Linked DNA regions of Macaca mulatta: region 1 is linked to region 2. Evidence: chromatin contacts called from public Hi-C data. All regions are on one chromosome and are shown on one strand. Each heading gives the region's core, a stretch centred on a gene start, on an enhancer-like site or on the middle of the called end of the contact. The rest is flanking DNA. Distances are from core to core; before and after follow the strand shown.

Region 1 (5,272 bases), core at 985-3,484, 69 kb before region 2:
CTAGTGACTACTGTGTTGGGCATGACAGATCTGACCTCTACTGTTGCCTCCTCAATCCCAGTGGTCATTGGATTTGGGAAGTGGGCATGGGCCAGGGCTGGGCCAGGTCCGCAATAGCATTTGGGGCGTGGCTCATTCGGGCTGCCGCAACAAAGTACCATAGGCTGAGTGGCTTGCAAACAATAAACATTCTATTTCTCATAGTTTGGAGGCTGGGAAGTCCAAGATCAAGGCTCCCACAGAGTTGGTGTCTAATGAGGGCCTGCTCTGCTTCCCAGATGGTGCCTTCTCGCTGTGACCTCACGTAGTAGGAGGGACAGCAGGAGAGCTAGCCTTCTAGGGTCTTTCTTTCTTTCTTTTTTTTTTTTTTTGAGACAGAGTCTCACTCCTTCATCCAGGCTGGAGTGCAACCTCACTGCAACCTCCACCTCCTGGGTTCAAGTGATTCTTGTGCCTCAGCCTCCAGAGTAGCTGGGATCACAGGCATGCACCACCACGTCTGGCTAATTTTTGTGTTTTTAGTAGAGATGGCGTTTTACCATGTTGGCCAGTCTGGTTTCAAGCTCCTGGCATCAAGATATCCACCCACCTCGGCCTCCCAACGTGCTGGGATTACAGGCGTGAGCCACCACACCGGCCTCTGCGGTCTTTTTTTCTTTTTTTTACAAGAACACTAATCTCATTAAGACCTAGTCATTTCCCAAAAGGCCCCTCCTTCTAATGCTATCACCTTGGAGGTTGGGATTTCAACATAAGAATTTTGCAGGGACACAGAAACTCAGACCATAGCAGGGACCAAGTCAAGAGGGCTTTGAAGGCCAAGCCGATGAATTTAGACTTTGGCAGTTTTGACCTCAAAAAATGTCCTGCCTGCCTTAAGTCCCCCAGAGCCTGACCAGGTCAGCCCATGTAACATTAGAGAGGGACTCTCTTTTGATGGGGGAGGAGGCCTTGACCAAAGAGGTGACACAATTGCAGGGTGCCAGAGCCAGGATCCCTGGCTGCTCAAGACTAAGGAGGTCCATGCTGAATGGAGGCTGAGCCAGAGTGGCCAACCCTGGTGACTGAACCAGGCAGGTGTGGGAGGGAAGGCCAGAGCTATAGTTGGAACCCAAATTGGAGCCGAGGGAGTGTAGGTGAGCAGCCCGAGAACGGGATGTTTGTGAGATGGGAGGCATGGAAGAGTCTAGGGCATCCTTAATCAGGAGGTGGAAAGAGAGCCGAGAGGATGAGACAGGAAGGCAAGCTCGTGTCTGCTGGGGATCAGAGGTGATCCGGGAACCTGGAGGAGTTCCTGCAGTTCAAGCCTGGCTCTACCTCTTGCAGGTTGTGTGATGCTGAGGAATTTACTTATCTCTGCCTCAGTTTCTTAAGCTGTGAAATGGTGATGGTAATGGTACAATCGCATAGGGCTGTTGGAAGATGAAATGAGATAATCCATGGAAACCACTTAGTCTAGGACACTGGAAGAAGTCACGTAAGTGTTAGCTTTAGATTGTCTATTGAGCACCTACTTGTGCAAGGCCCTGTGGGTTCCAAAGTGAAGAAGATAGATGAGTAGGGAGTTGACTTTTGCTCAGTTGCTACCTGTCCATCATTTATTCTTCTCTTATCCCCATGAAAGGCAGGGGAATATCCTCACTCTACACCTGATGAAGCAGAGGCCCAGAGAGGTACAGTGACTTACTCAGGGTCACACAGCTTTTTTATGGCAGGACTGGGACTCGCACCCAGATCTTTCTGGCCAGGAGTCTGTCTCTTTTCTCTTGCGGCACAGAGAGAAAGACAAACAGGTTTGTTGGGCAGTCCATGGTCGCTTCAATGCGGTGTCTGCTCTTGGCCTTGTGGTTTCTGTGCCCAGGAACATAACCCTTCTTTGCAAGCCTGCCTCAGCTGGATGGCGATGGATGGTGGCCTCTCATGCAGAGGAAGTGGTGAGGGGTGCAGGCAGGACTAGCACAGGAAGTGGCAGGGGAAAGGGGCGGGTGTCAAGGCGGGGAAGCCAAGCGCTCCTGGGGCCCCTCCTGGTGCCCTGGTGGGTGGGGCTGCTGGGACCGCAGCAGGCTGCAGTGCAGGGTGTCTCTGGGGCCTGTCAGCAGAGCAGGGAGGGCGGGGCTGAAACGCTTCCTTCTCCCTTCTCCCTCTCTCCCCCACACTCACCTTCCACTTCACTCTTTCTCTTCCCCTTTCTCTCTGCTTCCCCCGTGATGCATTTTTTCCCTTCTTCCCACATAGCTTACCGATTTTTTCATACTAACAGACTACACCAGGGCTGGCACAGTGGGTCACGTCTGTAATCCTAACACTTTGGGTGGCTAGGAGTTCACGACCAGCCTGGGAAACGTAGGAAGACTCCATCTCTTCCAAAAAAATTTTAAAAATTAGCCAGGTGTGGTGGCACCAACTGCAGTCTGGAGGCTGCTACTCTGGAGGCTGAGGCGGGAGGATCACTTGAGGCCAGGAGTTCAAGACTGCAGCAAGCTATGATCACACCACTGCACTCCAGTCTGGGTGACAGAGCAAGACCTGACTGGAAAACTGCTTGTCTGAAAGCATCAATAAGAAGAAAAAACAGGCTATACCAGAGCCAGAATTAGACACCTAAGACTTGGGGAGAAGGATGGGGAAGAGGAGGGACTTGACTGGTGCACGGGTAACTGAAGAGTTAACTCCAGCCAGCCTGGGTCAGGTGGTGGAGGGTGGTGGAGGCCGGTGGTGCCTCTGGGAGGAGCTGAGGGAAGCTCGGCGCCTTTCTGCTTCCGGACCATTGCACTGGCGGTTCCCCTGCCTGCCACTCTACCTGTGACTGCACAGCTGCTCCTCCTCATTCTCTCAGCTCAGATTCCTTCCTCACAAAGGCCTGTCCCGACCACCCCTCCCTGACCATGGTGGCAGCTGCCTGTAGATTTCCTTCAGGGCTGTTGTAACAAACTGGGATTCTCTTGTGTGTCTCCTTGTTTATTTTCTGTCCCCTCCAACAGATGCGAAGTCCCTGAGGGTAAGGAATGATCTTTGTGTCCCCAGCATTTGGAACAGGGCCTGCGGAGGGTAGATGTTCAGTTCATACCTGCTGAGCCGCAGGCATGCGGTGGCTGACGCCTGTAATCCCAGCACTTGGGGAGGCCGAGGCAGGTGGGTCACCTGAGGTCAGGAGTTCGAGACCAGCCTGGCCAACATGGGGAAACCTCATCTCTACTAAAAATACAAAAATTAGCTGGGCATGGTGGTGGGTGCCTGTAATCCCAGCTACTCAGGAGGCTGAGGCAGGAGGATTGCTTGAACCCGAAAGACGGAAGTTGCAGTGAGCTGAGATTGTGCCATTGCACTCCAGCCTGGTCAACAAGAGCGAAACTCCGTCTCAAAAAAAAATTAAATAACAATAACAAAAAATACCTGCTGAGCAAATGAAAGGATAAGTGAGTGAATGCCGGGCCCCGCTTAGTCCCCCTCCCTGGGCAGACCCCTCTTAGTCACTCTCCCTGGACAGGCCCAGTGTTGTGGTTACAATGTGGCTACACTCGGGAGGCCGCACTGTGGTTATGATGTGGCGCTAGAATCAATTCTGAGCTTCCTCCTAGCTTCCCTGCCTGTTTGCTGTGTGACTTTGGGCAAGTCACCTTGCCTCTCTGATCCTCAGCATCTTCAACTGTGACGTTTAAATCAAAACAGCACTTTGCCCGATTTTGTGAAGATTGATGCTTGTGGCCAGCCCTTACTGTCCTGCCTCACGCAGAAGATGTAAATGTGGCTGTTGTTACTGTGATTGTTACCATTTCTCTGGGGTGACTTAAGCTGATCGTCCCCTTCCTGGGGCTTGACAGAGGCAGATTCCCTTGAGGCCCTGAACCCCTCCCTTGCCTGTTACACTGGAGGGTGCTTCTGGGTGGGGGCGTGTGAAGAGTTCTGGGATCAGCCTGAAGTTTGTTGCGCTCTCTCTGTTAAGGAGATAAAAGAAGCCTGCATCCCAGCCTGGAGGCAGCACAGGGGTCTGGAGATGGCACAGGGGCCTGGAGACGGCACAGGGGCCTGGGCATGAGCCACTGTGCCCGGCCGCCTCAGAGGCTTTTGACCTGGGGATGCCGTTCATCTTGCAAGTCACAGCTCAGTTGTTGGCCTTGCTGTGTAACCCTTGGCAAGTGATGTCACCCCTCGGAACCTTGGTTTTCTTTTCTGCAAAATAGGGACAATAGTGCCTCTCCCAGTGGGACACAGGCATCTTTACACCTGCACCATCATGAGCCCAGTGCCAAGGACACAGAGCCAGATGTGGCAGAACCGACCCAAGCCCAGCATCACATCTGAATTCAATCTAGTGTTGGTGGAACACAGGGGTATAGCTTGGTCCTGCCATTTGGAGAGCATTTGACAACATGTAAATCAAGACCGAGTCTTTTGGAGGTGGCACCACGTGACCAGTGTGGCATGGCTCCATGATAGGGAGCTGCTCAAATAGAGGAGGGTCCCGTCACTCAGTGGAACATTCTGCCACCCTTGGAGATGACGTTGGGGAACAGTGTTTTGTGCTCTGAAGGGCTGTTCATGCCATACTGTTTGCTTTTTTTTTGAGATGGAGTTTTGCTCTTGTTGCCTGGGCTGGAGTGCAATGGTGCCATCTCAGCTCACTGCAACCTCCACTGCCCAGGTTGAAGCGATTCTCTTGCCGCAGCCTCCCGAGTAGCTGGGACTATAGGTGCATGCCACCACGCTTGGCTAATTTTGTATTTTTAGTAGAGACAGGGTTTCACAATGTTGGTCAGCCTGTCTCAAATTCCTAACCTCAGGTGATCCACCTGCCTTGGCCTCCCAAAGTGCTGGGATTACAGGGGGATTACAGGTGTGAGCCACTGTGCCTAGCCATGCCATACTGTTAAGTGAAAGTAAGAATGACCAGTGTATACAGTTTAATCCCTATTTTGTAAAGTATGGAAGAATATGTGTGTGGCCAGAGCGATTATAATGAGTGAATATTTATAGACTTTCACTCTGGACCCAGTCTATTCTGTTCTATTCTATTCTATTCTATTCTATTCTATTCTATTCTATTCTATTCTATTCATTTTATTTTAAGACAAGAGTCTCACTCTGTCACTCAGGTTGGAGTGCAGTGATGTGGTCTTGGTTTAATGTAACCTCTGCCTCACAGGTCCAAGTGATTCTTCTGCCTCTGCCTCCTCAAGTAGCTGGGACTATAGGCGTGTGCCACCATGCCTGGCTAATTTTTGTATTTTTAGTAGCGACAGAGTTTCACTCTGTTGGCCAGACTGGTTTTGAA
Region 2 (5,116 bases), core at 919-3,418:
ACCTCGCCCGGCTAATTTTTTGTATTTTTAGTAGAGACGGGGTTTCACCGTGTTAGCCAGGATGGTCTCGATCTCCTGACCTCGTGATCCGCCCGTCTCGGCCTCCCAAAGTGCTGGGATTACAGGCTTGAGCCACCGCGCCCGGCCAAGTATATGTAATTTTTGTCTGTTTCTACTTATATATAATTTTTAGGTAGGGCATGTTGGTTCACACCTGTAACCCCAGCACTTTGGGAGGCGAAGGTGATGGGATTGCTTGACCAGGCATTCGAGACCAGCCTGGGCAACATCGTGAGACCCTGTCACTATAAAAAAATTGTTTTAATTAAAAAAAAATATATATAATTGTAATATAAATAAATCTGGAGCTATACACAGCAAACCCCTAAATGTTTAGCTGTCAGTATTATAGTTTTTTTTTTTTTTGAGACGGGGTCTCGCTTTGTCGCCCAGGCTGGAGTGCAGTGGTGCGATCTCAGCTCACTGCAACCTCCGCCTCCCGAGTTCACGCCATTCTCCTGCCTCAGCCCCTGAGTAGCTGGGACTACAGGTGCCCGCCAGCACGCCCAGCTAATTTTTTGTATTTTTAGTAGAGACGGGGTTTCACTGTGTTAGTCAGGACGGTCTAGATCTCCTGACCTCGTGATCCGTCCCCCTCGGCCTCCCAAAGTGCTGGGATTACAGGCGTGAGCCACCGCGCCCGGCCAGTATTATAGTTTTTAATGTGAAAAATAATGAGTTTCTAATAAGCAACATAACTTTGGTAATCAGAAAACACACACACACGCACACACACACGAGAGTAGCTAGAGTCCTGTACACAATTTGGAATAAGACCCACAAAAAGGAGAATTAAAGTCCCTCCTAATCCTGCCAGAATAAACCACCACTCGCCGTGGGCTTCCCTCCAAGTCCTTTTTTTGTCTGCAGAAAAGTCGGATCAGATAGTGGGAAAGAGCACAGCTGGGTGACCTTCTGCACGTTACTTAGTCTCTCTTAACTTAAGCTTCCTTATCTGTAAAATGGGAGTCATAATTTTCCCTGCCTTAAGGGCATAGATATAAATGATGTGTAGGAATAGATACGCACATGATATGCATAAGTTTCTTTACACAGTGCTATGCATGTGGTAAGTTCTCAGTAAATATTAGTTTTTCTTTTCTTTTTTTGAGATGGAATTTCGCTCTTGTTGCCCAGGCTGGAGTGCAGTGGCACAATCTCGGCTCACCGCAACCTCTGCCTCCCGGGTTCAAGCAATTCTCCTGCATCAGCCTCCTGAGCAGCTGAGATCACAGGCGTGCGCCACCACGCCCGGCTAGTTTTGTATTTTTAGTAGAGAGGGGGTTTTTCCATGTTGGTTTTTATCTCGAACTCCTGACCTCAGGTGATCTGCCCACCTCAGCCTCCCAGAGTGCTGGGATTACAGGCGTGAGCCACCGTGTCTGGTGACAATATTAGTTTTTATAAGATAAACTAGGTTCATTATATATATACAGTTTCCTAGTCTGGTTTTTAACATTGAGTATCAGCGTATTCCTCCATATCCTTAAAGAGTCCTCAGAGGCCGGGCGCGGTGGCTCAAGCCTGTAATCCCAGCACTTTGGGAGGCCGAGATGGGTGGATCACGAGGTCAGGAGATCGAGACCATCCTGGCGAACACCGTGAAACCCCGTCTCTACTAAAAAATACAAAAAACTAGCCGGGCGAGGTGGCGGGCGCCTGTAGTCCCAGCTACTCGGGAGGCTGAGGCAGGAGAATGGCGTAAACCTGGGAGGCGGAGCTTGCAGTGAGCTGAGATCCGGCCACTGCACTCAAGCCCGGGCTACAGAGCGAGACTCTGTCTCAAAAAAAAAAAAAAAAAAAAAAAAAAAAAAAAAAGAGTCCTCAGAAACATGATTATTTTCGTGTTTTTCTTGTACCCATCACAGGTACAAAATGTAATTTACCTATCAGAGCCCTGAGGAAAGCCCTGAATTGGATACTTAGGTTTCTCATGAGGTTTATCATCTTTACTAAATCATGCAGTGATGATTGTGCTTGTTCATGGATCTTTGAGTCTCTTTCTGTAACATACCTTGAAGAGGGATTCTCAGAAGCAGAGTGCTGGGTGTGTGCTGTGAGTCGGGGTTTTGTTCATCCTGTAGCCGGCATGCTCTCCGTGCCGGTCGCACCAGTTGACACACCCCCAGTGGAGTGTGCAGTTCTCTTTTCACCACATCCTGGCCCCTACTGGGTTTTACTTAATAGAGAAAAAACAAAAAACCCACAAAACCAAAAAACTCTGCTACATATGCATTTCAGTTTTTTTAAACCATAGAAACAATACACTCTATCAAAAACATTTTAAAGAATAAAAGTGGGCCGGGCGCGGTGACTCACGCCTGTAATCCCAGCACTTTGGGAGGCCCAGGCAGGTAGATCACCTGAGGTCGGGAGTTTGAGACCAGCCTGACCAACATAATGAAACCCCGTCTCTACTAAAAATACAAAATTTGCCGGGCGTGGTGGTGCATGCCTGTAATCCCAGATGCTTGGGAGGCTGAGGCAGGAGAGTTGCTTGAACCCGGGAGGCGGAGGTTGCAGTGAGCCAAGATCATGCCATTGCACTCCAGCCTGGGCAAGAAGAACGAAACTCCACCTCAAAAAAAAAAGAATAAAAGTGTGTAAAGTGGCCGGGTGCGGTGGCTCACGCCTGTAATCCCAGCACTTTGGGAGGCCGAGGCGGGCGGATCACGAGGTCAGGAGATCGAGATCACAGTGAAACCCCGTCTCTACTAAAAATACAAAAAATTAGCCGGGCGTGGTGGTGGGCGCCTGTAGTCCCAGCTACTCAGGAGGCTGAGGCAGGAGAATGGCGTGAACCCGGGAGGTGGAGCTTGCAGTGAGCCGAGATCGCGCCACTGCACTCCAGCCTGGGCCACAGAACTAGACTCCGTCTCATAAAAAAACAAAAAAAAACAAAAAAAACAAAAAAAAGTGTGTAAAGTGAAAAATGTAAGGTCCCTTCTGTGCACTGCCTCCACCAAAATCCCACTTCCAGGGAGATGAACATTAAGTTTGATGTGCAAACTTCCAGACCGGGGTGTGTGTGTGTGTGTGTGTGTGTGTGTGTGTGTGTGTGTGTGTGTGTATGCACATGCATGCAGACATGTACACACAATGTGCATATGTCATTCTTTTAAAGATAATCTTCTACTGGAGTACCTTCACTTGGATCATTTCTGGAATCATGTTACACATTTTATAAGACTCATCGGTCAATCAGCAACATCTTTGGGACATGTATTAGGGATAAACTTCCAAGTTAGTCCATACAAATACAGCCTCATTCTTTTTAAGAGCTGCATGTTATTTCATAGCTGGGGTGAACCACAATTTATCTAACCATTCAGCAACGAAGCTCCAGCAACACTTTGGATGATTTCCAGTTTTTCATTCTTTTTGGCTGTTGCTTTTATAAGCATCCTTATATATTATAGATCTGGTTTTGGAGATGGATTTCTACAAATAGAATTGCTGGCAAACAAGTTTTTAAAACCCAGTTTTATTTTTTACATATATGAGTAAAGGCACTTTAGCAAATTCTGTCTGTTTATTCATGAGCATGCTCATTCGATAAACCTGTTGAGTGCTTCCTGCTCCAGATACTGTGCCAGGGATGCAACTGTGGACACAGCAGAAATGATCTCTTTCTTTATGGAAATTATAGCCGAGAAAGGGAGATTTCCCATATCTCCGCTGCCCTTGTCTCTAACACATTTTAAAATGGGAGGAGAAGGGGGAGTGTTTTCATCAGAAGAGACTGCATGGTGAAAATCCCTGTTGAATTGCTCCAAGGGCAGCCATCAGCTATCAAGGGACACCCCCCCATAAACTCTGTGCAGGGAGCAAACAGGCTCAGTTCTCTGGGCTGCAAGGTGGGGCTGCCCCGCTCTCCCAACTGGGCCCCATCATGTGGGCAGAAGGGGAAGTAGCAGCTGCCCGAAGAGCTGGCCGGTGTGTGCCTGAGGGAGGGCCCTGGGGACCTGCGGTGTGTCATTGCACGTTGATGGTTTCTGTTTTTCCTCTCTTCTCAGGAAGGTGTCAGCAGGGCCTATGGTGGGGGAGTGGCCACCTTCTGGGATCCTCACCCTGGGCCTGAGAGGCAAGCACTGTTCCCAAAAGGTTTCTTGGGATGGGATGATGTGCTGGCCCTTGGTGGTGTTTGCGGGGGAGCCAGGGCCCCGAAGGTGGGGCCAGCTTCCCGTTCTTACCCTGGAGGCCCAGGGGAGCCTCCCGCCAGGTCATTAGCAGAGCCAGGCTCTACCTGGGTTTCCTGCTTTTCCGCCCCACTTGCAGTACCTGTTGGTCCTACCTCAGGAGGCTGAGGGCTCCCTGTCCCCTCTTGCTGGCCAGACTGTCCCCCGATATAGCAACTGCTGTCCAGTTAGCACTAACTGGGGCTCAGACGCCAGCTTTCCGTACCACTCCCAGGAGGTGCTGGGGGATCTCAGTTCAGCCTCAGCCTTGCACCGGCCTGAAAAAGGCTGGACTGGCTCATGGGCCGGTGAAATAATCACCATCATCTCACTTTTGCCACGAGTGGGCCTTGCAGCACAGTGCTTTGCATTTGTCATTTAATCCTCAGGAAAACCCATGCAGTGGTTCTGTGGTCACATGATGGGGAAACTGAGGGTGAGGGTCACCGGCTTTGTAACTGCCCTGCCCCCTGCCTGTCTCCTGCCTTATCTGCTTCCACCCCCAGCCCCCTCCTTCCGGCCAGGCTGTGTCCTGTCCCCGCTGGTCCCTCCAGCCTGCTGTTTCCTGCCTCCCAGTCTGTTTGCAGTTTTCTCTGCCTGGAAATACCTCCCCCAGATCCTGAGTTTGTGTCTGAAGTAGCTCCCCACCCCACACCCCGGCACTGTGTTCCTTCGCCCTGCCTTCTCAGCCCTGGCCCTTCTCGCTGCCAGGCATTCGGGGGGTTTGCAGGTGCCTGTCTCCACCATGGGGATAGCATGGGGCATGTCGGGCAGGACTTGGTCACTTTCATCTCTGTGCCTAGAACAGTGTCTGGCACATAATAGATGTCCAGTTAGTGCATGCTGAATAAAACTGTCCTTCCTCCCAGGCCCCCAGT

The links. Hi-C and Micro-C count contacts between places; a contact is called where the count stands out from the background.
Region 1: a Hi-C map of CD4 T cells shows a contact between it and region 2, with 3 times the contacts expected there. The contact joins two enhancer-like sites. A contact is called at or near these places in 5 of 14 Hi-C or Micro-C datasets (CD4 T cells, blood, cortical neurons and 2 more).

Annotation. Positions count from the first base shown.
Region 1 is chr6:181,028,168-181,033,439 of T2T-MMU8v2.0, reverse strand. All of the region lies in intron 1 of STK10 (serine/threonine kinase 10), which reads left to right. Among named protein-coding and RNA genes, the nearest start is that of STK10, 14 kb to the left of the region's middle. Within about 2 kb of position 2,234, at least 13 of the 40 cell types and tissues checked have an H3K27ac peak or open chromatin away from gene starts, as enhancers often do. A contact at or near this core is called in CD4 T cells, where this site is marked.
Region 2 is chr6:180,959,508-180,964,623 of T2T-MMU8v2.0, reverse strand. The region is part of intron 4 of STK10 (serine/threonine kinase 10); the gene reads left to right. Among named protein-coding and RNA genes, the nearest start is that of STK10, 83 kb to the left of the region's middle. Within about 2 kb of position 2,168, at least 5 of the 40 cell types and tissues checked have an H3K27ac peak or open chromatin away from gene starts, as enhancers often do. A contact at or near this core is called in CD4 T cells, where this site is marked.